Linked DNA regions of Sus scrofa: region 2 is linked to region 1. Evidence: chromatin contacts called from public HiChIP or PLAC-seq data. All regions are on one chromosome and are shown on one strand. Each heading gives the region's core, a stretch centred on a gene start, on an enhancer-like site or on the middle of the called end of the contact. The rest is flanking DNA. Distances are from core to core; before and after follow the strand shown.

Region 1 (5,943 bases), core at 3,096-5,595:
TACACCACAGCTCACAGTAACGCCAGATGTTAACCCACTGAGCAAGGGCAGAGACCGAACCCTCAACCTCATGGTTCCTAGTCGGATTCGTTAACCACTGTGCCACGACGGGAACTCCCATCTTTTTTTTTCTTTTCTTTTTAGGGCCGTACCTGCGGCATATGGAAGTTCCCAGACTAGGGGTCAAATCACAGCTGTTGGCCTACACCATAGCCACAGCAATGCCAGATCCTTAACCCACTGAGCGAGGCCAGGGATCAAACCCACATCTTCATGGATGCTAGTCGGGTTCGTAACCGCTGAGCTACAATGGGAACTCCCAAATTCATCTTTTGATTGTTGATTTAAGGGGGTACTTTTAGAGCTCCCTGGAGGGTCAGTGGACTCAGGATCTGTCATTGCCACTGCTGTGGCTCAGATTCTATCCCTGGCCTTGAAACTTCTGTGTGCTGCAGGTTTGGCAAAAAAATAAATCAAATAAATGAGTAAAGAAATAAATGTCTTTTTAAAAGGGGACTCTTGTTAGTATTCACTTTCCTCACATGGCCTGGAATTTTAACCTGCAGATTTGAGTCAGAGGAAGGGGCCATCTCACTTTCCGCCCCAGCCTGGTGACCCCATGACATGGTCACTGGAGAGCTCAGAGATCCAGGCCAGCTGGTAGGCTGGCCCAGGCTGAGAAGCTGTGTTTTTGGAATATGGCACTTGGGAATGGGACTGGGGTGGCAGCTCCTACCAGGCATATTCAAAGGCAGTGGCCCTCCCTTCTGATCCTGGGTTTCCAGTTTTGAGCTTGGTTTCAGATGCCCACCTAGAATGAGGTGCATTCAGTACCCATGGTCCAAAACTCAGGCCCAATACTCCTGATCTATTTCTGAGTCTGCTGCCTAACTCTTTCTTGTTTTCAGCCCCCCCCCCCCTTACTGCTTTGTGTGTCTGATGCATTTCTATTTTTATTTAGAAGACTTTTAAAAATCTTTACACTTGACAGGGAGAGGAAAGGTGGAGGAGAAGACTTGAAATGTCAACTAAATAAAATATCACCCAGTAGAAAGAAATAATTGCTAAAATAAGATCATTTGGGTCAGAAATTTCACTCAGATGCTAAGCTTCAGTTTCCCCATTATTGAGTTTTTGCTGAGGCTTAAATGAGATAGGATTATTTTAAAATAATCCCATCTTAAAATTCTTGGCAAACTAAAACACCATAAAACATTATGTATTATCATGTTTGTACTCTATCAGGCATGCTTCATTAGAATCAGGTAGCTTTCATGGGTTTGGTTAACAGATTCGTCAAGAGCATATAATTTGCTTTTTAAATGTCCTACTATGGCTTTCAGTATATGAAATCAACAAGGGGAAATGAAAAATAACAAAGTTGGTCTATAGGTCAAGATTTTCTGTTTTTATTTGGATTTAGAATAGAGAGAAAATTTCTTAGAGTTCATGATCAAAACAGGGTCACTGTTAATAATATATCATATTTTGTATTTGTTTAAATGTTTTTGACTAAAAAGGAGAAATTTGGGGGAGTTCTCATTGTGGCTCAGCAATAACAAGCCCAACTAGTATCCATGAGGATTTGGGTTTGATCCCTGATCTCACTCAGTGGGTTAAGGCTCGGGTGTTGCCTTCAGCTGTGGTGTAGGTCGCAGATGTGACTTGGATCCTGTGTTGCTGTGGTTGTGGCGCAGGCTGGCAGCTGCAGCTCCAATTCAACCCCTAACCTGGGAACTTCCATATGACACAGCTACGGCCATTTAAAAAGAGAGAGAGAGAGAGAAATTTTCATGTTGATCAATATGAGTAAGAAGGCAAATATTTTATTAAAAATCTCAGCAGTGGTATTATTCAAATGTATATTCTTTCCCAAATAGCAAATCCTCTTATATTTTTAACTTTCCAAGCTAAAGCCCCAAGAAGACTAAAATTAAACCAAGAAAAACTTTTAAAAGGATTTCTTAACCACATCTGCTATCTAGTAATTTCATTTTTAAAAAATGATAGCAAGAAAACCATTCCAACCGGATTATTTGGTCCATGTGTGGGCCTCTGATATGCATTTGCAAAGAATGTACATTATGAGTGAATCAAAAATATCAGTTCAGGGTGGAATTAGCCATCCAACTTTTATTTTTTGAAGACAACTCCACCAAAGGAAGAAATCTCATGTTCATGCCAAGTGTCACAAGATACATGGAAAGAAACAGAAATAAAATGATACTGTAGTAGATGTGATAAATTCATTTGGGTAATAAAAAAAAATACTGTAGTGAAACAGGGAGAGAGAAACAGAGACAGAGACGGATTTGACCTTGTATGCCATTGGGGCAAAACATCTAAAATCATTATTCAGCATGAGTATGTCTCCAGCTTATCCATTTTCTTTTAGATTTCTAAACAGTCTCTTAGGGAATCTTTTTCTGCTTTGTCAGAAAAAAAAAAAAAAAAAATGTAGATAGCTCTGTCTAGCCAAAGAAGCCAATAACTGGAGCAATGTCTACCACTCAAGGAAAAAAAAAAAAAGAAGCCAAAAGGAAATGCTGGCCTTGCTGACTATGTTGAAGCTGGCTCTCCTTTCAGATCTCCACTAACAAAGTTAGGTTAATCATTGATGAAATCATCTAGAAAATTGAATCAAACAAAACCTTGTGTTGACTGGGTTATCCAAGGAATTCTGGTTTGGGCTATAATTCTATTTATAATTGCATCTGTTCTTCCTTATTCTGGCCAACAGAGAACAGAGGCCCTGGTCTGGTTGCCAGCCCCATGGGCTGCCTCTCCAGGTCAGCTACTCTGCTGGAATAACACGCATTCTCTATTCACAGCGGGGAGGCCTCTAGGTTAGAGCTGCCCTACATCTCATGTTTGACTGGATTTTCTACAACAGAAAGTAAGCTTTCAGGAATATTGTACCAATGTAATAACTTGCTTTTTACGTGCAGTATTCAAACACTTTCAAAGGAAAATACAGTGCCTGAGGAAGCATTTTTTTTTTTAACTAGCAGAAAATTGTTAGAGCTCATCAATGAATTTGGTAAAGTTGCAGGAAGACAAAATTAATACAACAGAAATCCACTGCATTTCTACATACTAACAATGAAAGATCAGGAAGAGAAATTAGGGAAACTTTCCCATTTACCATCACAACAAAAAGAATAAAATAAATAGGAATAAAATTACCTAAAAAGACAAAAGAACTGTACTCTGAAAACTATTAAGATGCTGATGAAAGAAATAGAAGCTTAGGAGTTCTCATCATGGCTCAGTGGTTAGCGAACCTGACTAGCATCCATGAGGATGCGGGTTCAATCCCTGGCCTCGATCAGTGGGTTAAAGATCCAGTGTTGCCATGAGCTGTGGTGTAGATCACAGATGCAGCTCAGATCCTGTGTTGCTGTGGCTCTGGCGTAGGCCAGTAGGGTTCCGACTGGACCCCTAGCCTGGGAAATTCCATATGCCGCAGGTGCGGCCCTGAAAGACAAAAAGACCACATAGAAGCATTATTTTTAACAAAAGATTTAGTTTCCTCTCTTCTCTTTTGGGTGTCATAGCAAGCGTGGGGACTGAACTGCTCATCTCTGCTTCTGAACAGGTGGAAGGGAGAAACCCTGGCCCAGGAATCCATGTGGAGCGAGCTGCCATTCCTTGCAGGACTGAATCAGGGAGCTGAGCAAAATGAGCAACGTGCATCCTGTCTTAACCATCGTTCTCTCCCTAGGACAGAGCATTCCGCTGGTTTCACAGAAGGGGATTAAGCCGTCGCCAAAGTGGGGGAAGTTCCAGACCTTTCCAAGCTGCCATGTGTATGTATGCAAAGCTCTGTTATCAATTAGCAACAATCTGGTTTTGAGTGGCTATCCCTTCCCTATACCTTTCCTTTTAAATTGTTGAAACACTTCCGTGATGATGTAAGAGAGAAAACAGCTTATGAGTTGAGCCACAGTGGACACCAATCCTCTAATATTTTGTTCATTGGCTGCCTGTGGGAGTTGCCACTGTGGCTCAGTGGGTTAAGAATCCCACTGCAGGGGGGTAGGTCAAGGCTGAGGTACGGGTTCCATCCCTGGTCTGTGCAGTGGGTTAAAGGATCTGGTGTTGCCACAGACAAGGCTTGGATTCAATTCCTGGCCTGGGAACTTTCATATGTTGCAGGTGCGGCAGAAGAAGAAGAAGGAGGGGAAGGAGAGAGGAGGAAGGGGGAGGAGGAGGAGGAGAAGGAGCAGGAAAAGAAGAGGGGGTTCTCTGCCTGTGCTGCAGCCCTCATATCCCTAGGACCCTGCTATTTATTACGTGTGGGATTTCGAGTGAGTAAAGGCTGTCCCCCGAACCACATGATGGGGTAGTTTCCTGAACAGATATGGAGAAATACCACACTGGCCAACTAATTCGGGCTCTGGGTTTCCAAGATCTGAAGCAGAGTCTCATGGTTAACTAAAAAGAAGACAACTGTGAATTTGGGGGTTGGCAACTTTAAAGCTCCAGAGAGCCGGGTTTAATTTTTTTTTTTTTTTTTTTCCTGGCTCAGATACAAACCCTCAAGCCAACCCCACTTCAGTGTTCCAGGCTCCTGCCTGGTTTTCTTCTTTAAACCCATTCCTGCCACTCCTGGCATCTACTCCCCTCCTGGCTTCCATGTGGCTCCAGCTGTTCAATGCCTATTATTTTCTATCCAACACAGTGGCCTGCACCACGTTTCTCGGCCACCAAATCTCCCATTCTGCCACAGACGGTTTATCCTCTCATCGTTGGGAGCTCCTTAGCAAACACAGCCCCGAGCCCTGGCTTTGGTATTGGGCTGGAATGCGACAGACAAAAAGATTGGAAGTTTTTCATGTTTGGTTTTTATTCTGCAAAGCATGGTCTGCTGATTTCACGATCATTAAGCTAAGGACCAGCAGCCAAAATCTGAGTATCATTTAGGTTAAGTTCCCATGCTTTCAATAAGCCAATGTGACCAATTGACAAAGCTAAACCAACAAGCCGAAGCCCCGAAGACACGGGTGTCCATTACAAGTGAATCTGCTTTCCATATGGTGTTCTTGTGCCTTAATTCCTTATGAATCTAGCTTCGTCAGAAATACAGACGCAACATAAAACCAACTATGTGTCTAGGCAGACACAGCACTTACCTCTATGTCTTTTCATAATTTGAAACTGCCAACAATGTAATGTGATTTTGCTTTCCTATAATACTCACATTAGCCATGATTCATAAGTGAATAGTCTAGCAATCGATATCAAGTATGTAACATTTTAAAAAGAGGAGCCATAACAATTCTAATTGTATGTCCTTGACATTTTGTTGAGAATAAGACATACATTTATGTTCATCTGTGGTCAATATATTCTATCGAGTGGAACAGATGAGTCACAGCAAAGACCAGGATAAAATATGGTGAACATATTGGCAAAGCAGGAGAAAAATCATGAGCTAATCAGAAAACAAAGGCTCTATTTTCTGCCAAACAATGTAACTCAGCAACATATAATATTTTAAAGGCAACTTTCCCTTCTACTTTGTTTTATTATGATTGTTCTCCAAAAAATCAGACTTTATTATAATATTTGTATGAACAACAGTGACACTGATGGCTGTAATGCATTCTGCAGGGTTTCTCTCCTCTGAGTAGAGGTAGCTATTTTAAGATTCCAAGGGACAATTTGTCAGCTTGATGGCAATTGTAAGATGATGTAACTTCCTAAAAACGTGTTGCAAGCATCTCAACATGAGATAAATGAAACAACACTTGCTGTCACTTAGGACAATCTCCATCTTCAGCAATCTAATTTCTAAGATACACTAAAGCACTGCCTCCTGTTAAAGAAAACGGGATTTGTTTAGATTCCCACGAATCTTGTGTTTCAGACACATACGCACTCCTCTTACAACCTGAGTGAAGACACCTCCATAAATGTGATGGAATGCAAATGTGACAC
Region 2 (6,059 bases), core at 1,093-3,592, 550 kb after region 1:
ACACAGAGTATAATTGGCTACAGGATGACGGCTAGTGCAACAGCCCATGTTTCATTTATTTGCATTTTCCAACAAAGATTTTAGGCCAGTGTAAAGGCATTTTTGGATTCTTTTAAGTCTGCACTTATGAAGTTTGGAGAAAGTATCAGGTGTAGACTTTACAACTTGGTTACTGCATTATATAACAGCTATGAAAAAATAAACTTTTTTGTTTTTTTTTGTTTTTGCTTTTTAGGGCCATACTGGTGGCATACAGAAGTTCCCAGGTGAGGGGTCAAATCGGAGCTACAGCTGCCTGCCTACGCCACAGCTGCAGCAACATAGGATCCAAGCCACATCTTCGATCTGCACCACAGCTCACACCACAGCCCACAGCAATGCCAGATCCTTAACCCTCTGAGCAAGGCCAGGGATTGAACCTGCATCCTCATGGATCCTAGTTGGTTTCGTTAACTGCTGAGCCACAACGGGAACTCCTGGAGAAGTAATCTTCATTCCTCACAGTGTTTCTTTTCTGCTTGGTAACAACGAATGGGATTTAAAACCACGTTAGCAAGGATATGCGAATAACAAGAAAATATCAACATCTGCAGATGTACAGGTTTCTTTAATAAAAACTCAACTTGACATGTATCCATCGTGTTTTTTTTCTGGCTGCACCCACAGCATGCAGAAGTTCTTGAGTCAGGGATCAAACCTGAGCCACAGCAGTGACCATGCTGGATTCTTAACTGCAAGGCCACTGGGGAGCTCCTCATTCATCTCTTAATTCAGATATTCATTCCCATTGTGGTTTTTTTTTTTTTTTGGTCTTTTTGTCTTTTTAGGGCCGCACCCACAGCATATTGAGGTTCCCAGGCTAGGGGTCAAATAGGAGCTGTAGCTGCTGGCCTACGCCACAGCCACAGCAACGCCGGCTCTGAGCCGCATCTGCAACCTACACCAGAGCACATGGCAATGCCAGATCCTTAATCCACTGAGTGAGGCCAGGGACTGAACCCGCAACCTCATGGTTCCTAGTCGGATTCGTTTCAACTGCGCCATGACAGGAACGCCTCCATTGTGTTTATTTAACAAAAATTTATTGAGCATCTATCCTGTGTCATGCAGGAACTAGGTGCTGGGGGTGCAAGGGGCACAAGGTAAATGTGGTAGACCAGATCCCACCCTCCCAGAGCTCCTGGTCCAGCAGAGAAAACAGAGAATAAAATACCAGATTTCTTATGAATGTTATGGGGGGACATGCTGGACCCGATCATATGATTTATTCACTGTCATTCAGACAGGCTTCTTGGAAAAAGTGGTATTAAATTTTGTGCCAGCATGACAAGTAAAAACCAGGCAATTAAGAGGGGATAGATAGCGTGTTCTCTACAGGTCGCTCCCAGAAGTGTGGATGAAAAAGGTAAACTTTTAGAACCTGATCAGTAGTAAACATTTTAATATGGCAACATAATTCCCAAACCCTATCCTCTTCTCCCTCTTCTGTATTTTTCATGTGGCCAGGGACTTCTGGCATGCTGTAGTTGTCCCAGTTATTCCCAATCATTCTCCTCCTCCTGTATCTGTGTTCTTTGTAAAGTGCTTTAATAGCTCCTTATCAAGAAGTGAGGTCTCTTTCCTATGCCCTAAATCTGGCTTGGCTTTGCATCTTCCATTGACCCATCAAATGCAATGGAAGTGACCTTGTATCTGTTCTGAGCCTTAGCCTCAAGAGGCCATGAATGCTTCCACTTGCTTTTTCCAACCCTACTCCACCATGTAAACAAACTTGAGCTAGCCTCTTGGAAAATAAGATACATATGGAAGAAAGCCAAGAGTCCTTAGCCTTTAGCCAGCCAACCCCCAAACACGTTAGAAAGTGCAGCAAGAAATAGCAGGGACACCTACCTGACCCACAGCCAACCATGGGTGCATGAGTGAGCTCAGTCCAGCCCAGAAGAACCATCCACCTGATCTATGGACTAAGAACAAAACCAAGTGAGTGTCATTTTAACTCAATGAGTTTAGCCATTGTGTCAGTTTTGTTCATTTCCCTTAAATGGAAATAATTTATTACCATTATTATTATTATATGAGTTCAGCATTCTCATTGAAAAAAAGTCGAAGAAATAAGTGAAAACCCACTCTCCCATCTTTTGCTCCACCACCCCACTTCTCAAAGCATCGCCTTTGGCTGTTATAGTTTCCTGTGAGGAGCCTGTGTCTTGATGGAGACTATGAGTTCCGTGACATTCATTTTTATTATGCAATAGGAAGTGCAAACCAGTCTGGTAGAATTCAGGTCCCCACTGTCATTCGGGCTTTGCTGTGGGGTATTGACTAACTTCCTGCTTGGCTCCGCAACAGCCGCAGGCAGCTGTGGGCTTTCTGCATCTATGATCCTCCAGGCTGTCATTCTTTACTATTGGCTCAGGCACCAGAACTCAGTTCTCTGCATCTGCTCCTTCCTAGTTCTAATTGGGTACTGGGTTATTCCTCAGGGAATACTGGCCAGCTCGGTTGCTAGATTCTGCTCACTAATTTCACACTCTAGAGTTGAACTCTCCTTTTCTGAATTCTAGTAGTAAACACATAACAGAATTCTCCCTTGGAGAGTCTTTGGAGAGTGGTGTAAGGCATATCCCTAATTGCCTTGCTTTTATTTCTCTGCGGAAAACTAGGACTCCTGGCTGCTAGAATTTGTGTTCACCAGAGAAACAGTTTTATTTGCATTTCTCCTGATACTGGTGTTATGGATTTAAGAAACAACCAGAAAAGGAGAACTTGGTCTTAACCATTTTAAATGGGCAACGTGTGTCTTTCTGGGGTTTGAACATGAACAAGCAGGGTATAAAATTCGGCCAGCTAATTATGAAATGATGGGGGGTGATGCCTCTCGGGTTCCAAGGCAAAAAGCCAGAGCACAGAAACAGACCTTGGAAAGAAGGTGTTCAAAGTGACTGTCATTGTTCTTAACTGAACTCTTCTCTATCCTAGGAGAGGGGTTAGAGGTGGAGAGGCTAGAAACCAGCTATGAGAGAGACTTTGAAATAACCTGTGTGAGTGTGTGTGTGTGTGTGTGTGTGAGAGAGAGAGAGAGAGAGAGAGAGAGAGAAAGAGAGAGAGGTGAACATCTATTTCTTATTGAGGAGGGATGAGAAGGGAGAAATGCCCCCCCCACACTCCCCAATGAAACATCAAGAGAGAGAGACTTTCATGGGACCACATGGAAATCTTGCAATCTTGTGATTTGTTTCTAGTCATTGAAGGGACACCATTTCAAAAAGAAGAAGAAGAAGTACGGGAGGTTAGCTGGATAGCCTAGGGACACAGAGCAGATAACTGCTTGGCAAGTAAGTCTCCAGCCACTGATGACAAGTTGAAGAGGTGAGTAAGGTGTGTTTCCCATGGACTGGATGAGGCCATGGAGAAAAACCTTGGATAGCTGAGGTCACGTGACTGCCCGGAGTGGCAAGGACTCTGCAGGACAGGGCAAGGTCCATCCACAGGAGGACCACTGAGCCAACACCAGATCTTCTGGTGAGAGGTGGCCTTCAGGGTACTCAGGAAAGCACACCAAGAAGAGTGTTCACCTCTCTGTCCTTCCCTGCTATGCCAGAGTGTGAGACACCACAGCCCATGCCAATGCCTAGCAAAAAGACCTTTCCTAGCGCCTCACCTCTCCTTCCTCCTACGTCCACCCTCCTGGGGGCAGACATGGTAGGAACCAAGCAGAGGGTACAGGGCTAAGAACCTGGAGGCAGACAAAGAGAAAGACTCTGTGCCAGGAACAGGCCTAAATGGCCAGGAGAGAAGGGCTTTCTTGAAATAAAGTTCAAAATTATAACTAATGTAAGGAACTAGGCACTTAAAATATTAGTTCAATAAGACTTTCTGTGACTTGAAGGAGCCAAAGGATTTTGAGGTCTTCTGTGTTCAAATTAATAGTTAAATAAATCCACAGGTTAAAAAAAAAAAAAAATCAGACAAACCAGGGAGTCCCTGCTGTGGTACAGTGGGTTAAGGATCTAGTATTGCCACCGCTGTGGTGTAGGTCACAGCTGCAGGTTGGGTTCTGTCCCTGGCCTAGGACCTTTCATATGCCATGGATTCAGAGAGCCAAAAAAAAAAAACCCAGAATCTGATGTAATTACAAAATTTTCTTTAAGATTATTGCAAAGTATATTTAGCCTGAATTATGGAATTTAAGTATATCACCCTTGTTGATTATCTGTCACCCATTTAAAATAGTTCTTTAAGTTTAAATACCATGTGTTAGCTTTTAAAATAAGTGCTGTTTCATTTGATCTTCACAAAAACCCATACAGCTGTAGGTTGGTGTTATGATCTGATTATTTAGATTGCAGCTCACAAGAAATCAATTAAATGGCCCAGGCTCATTGATAAGTAGTAGATTCAAATTAAGAAATGGATTTCAGGAGTTCCCATCATGACTCAGTGGTTAGGGGACCCGACTGGCATCCATGAGGATGTGGGTTCCATCCCTGGCCTTGCTCAGTGGATTAAGGATCCGGAGTTGCTGTGAGCTGTGGTGTAGGTCGCAAACATGGCTTGGGTCCAGCATTGCTGTGGCTCTGGGGTAGGACAGTGGCCACAGTTCTGATTGGACCACTCGTCTGGGAACCTCCATTTGCTGCGGGTGTGGCCCTAAAAGACCAAAAAGAAAAAAAGGGATTTCAGGTTTCTGACCTGTAGTAGAGCTCTCTTCTCATAATTTAATTGGGTTGAGTTTCCCTACTTCCACCTTCATGCTCAATAATTCATTCATCTATTCATCCATACATTCATGCTGCTGTTTTTTTCCAATACAAAGTTATCAAGCACTGAGCATGCTCCAGTAGGGGAGATTGCTATTCATCACAAAAATTAAAAATATAGTTGCAGGAGTTCCCATTGTGGCTCAGCAGGGTTAAGGATGTGACACAGTGTCCATGAGGACTCAGATTCAATCCCTGGCCTCGCTCAGTGGGTTAAGGATCTGGCATTGCCGTGAGCTATGGCATAGGTTGCAGATGCAGCTTGGCTCTGATGTTGCCATGGCTGGTGTTGCATAGGCCTGCAGCTGCAGCTCCAATATGACCCCTAGCCTGGAAACTTCCATTTCCTGGGGGTGCATCTGAAAAAAAAATGTAATTGCAAGCTACAAAACCTCCAAGGAAAATGACACTATGCTTCCTCTTATGGTTGGTGTGTAGCATCCTAATCACTTGAGAACTGATGCTGCAGGTGATTCAGGAGCAGGTACAATCCAGGGAGAAGACCCAGGAGGCATGACGATCCTGTGACTCTAGGGTGTGTGTGGGAGAGTGGCTTCCAGGAGAAGCCCGCCAGGGTGATGCTGCACTGGCCGCCTTCAGGACCTGAGTCTTACCTAAAAATGACAGGAGGCCACGTTCGGATTTTAAACTCAGGCATCAGGATTACAAAGCCAGCTAAGCTACGGGAGACAGGATTAGGAAGATAAATGCAATGTCCCAAATAACCTGGCTCATAAATTCAAAGAAGTGTTCTCTCTGCTCCCTAGCCCATGAAATTCTTCTGTTCTCGTGACTGAGAGTTGTTGATAACTGATTGTTTTGATAGATCTAAAAATTCATTCCTGAGTACCTGAGAAACCATATCATACATGTGCTTTTTTTCTCCTAATAAAATAGCAGTATTATGGATGCTTGTCTTTCTTGAGTTTGGCCATTTACTCATCCAGTAAGCTTGTGGAAACACCTGTTTTGAACAGCACCCTGTGAGGGGATGACAGATAACCTCTGCCTTCAAGGACCCTCTGTTCGCTTAAGATAGTGCTTGCTTTTTTACAGTAAGAGAGCATCATTCACCCTGATTCAGGAAGAAAGGACACTGGACTGTGCTCCAGTAGTTTGTAGAGTTTTGTCTGAATTATTAATATTCCTTTTCCCATTTCTTTTTTTTTTTTTTCCAGCAGGATGATTGGTTAAATCTATGCGAGCAGTAGAATTTGGTGATATTAACTGATATGTGTGTGTGTGTGTGTGTTTGTGTATCTACAGCTACCTATGTGTTTTAAGCTTGGGTCTTATGTG

Evidence for each region. HiChIP or PLAC-seq counts read pairs in DNA pulled down with a chosen protein or histone mark.
Region 2: a contact with region 1 is called in an H3K27ac HiChIP or PLAC-seq map of alveolar macrophages. The contact joins two enhancer-like sites. A contact is called at or near these places in 1 of 47 Hi-C or Micro-C datasets (embryonic fibroblasts) and 1 of 2 datasets of contacts at active chromatin or transcription factors (alveolar macrophages).

The regions. Positions count from the first base shown.
Region 1 is chr15:126,681,551-126,687,493 of Sscrofa11.1, forward strand. All of the region lies in intron 1 of DOCK10 (dedicator of cytokinesis protein 10), which reads right to left. Among named protein-coding and RNA genes, the nearest start is that of DOCK10, 27 kb to the right of the region's middle. Within about 2 kb of position 4,346, at least 2 of the 83 cell types and tissues checked have an H3K27ac peak or open chromatin away from gene starts, as enhancers often do. A contact at or near this core is called in alveolar macrophages, where this site is marked.
Region 2 is chr15:127,228,744-127,234,802 of Sscrofa11.1, forward strand. The region is part of intron 6 of NYAP2 (neuronal tyrosine-phosphorylated phosphoinositide-3-kinase adapter 2); the gene reads left to right. Among named protein-coding and RNA genes, the nearest start is that of NYAP2, 200 kb to the left of the region's middle. Within about 2 kb of position 2,343, at least 3 of the 83 cell types and tissues checked have an H3K27ac peak or open chromatin away from gene starts, as enhancers often do. A contact at or near this core is called in alveolar macrophages, where this site is marked.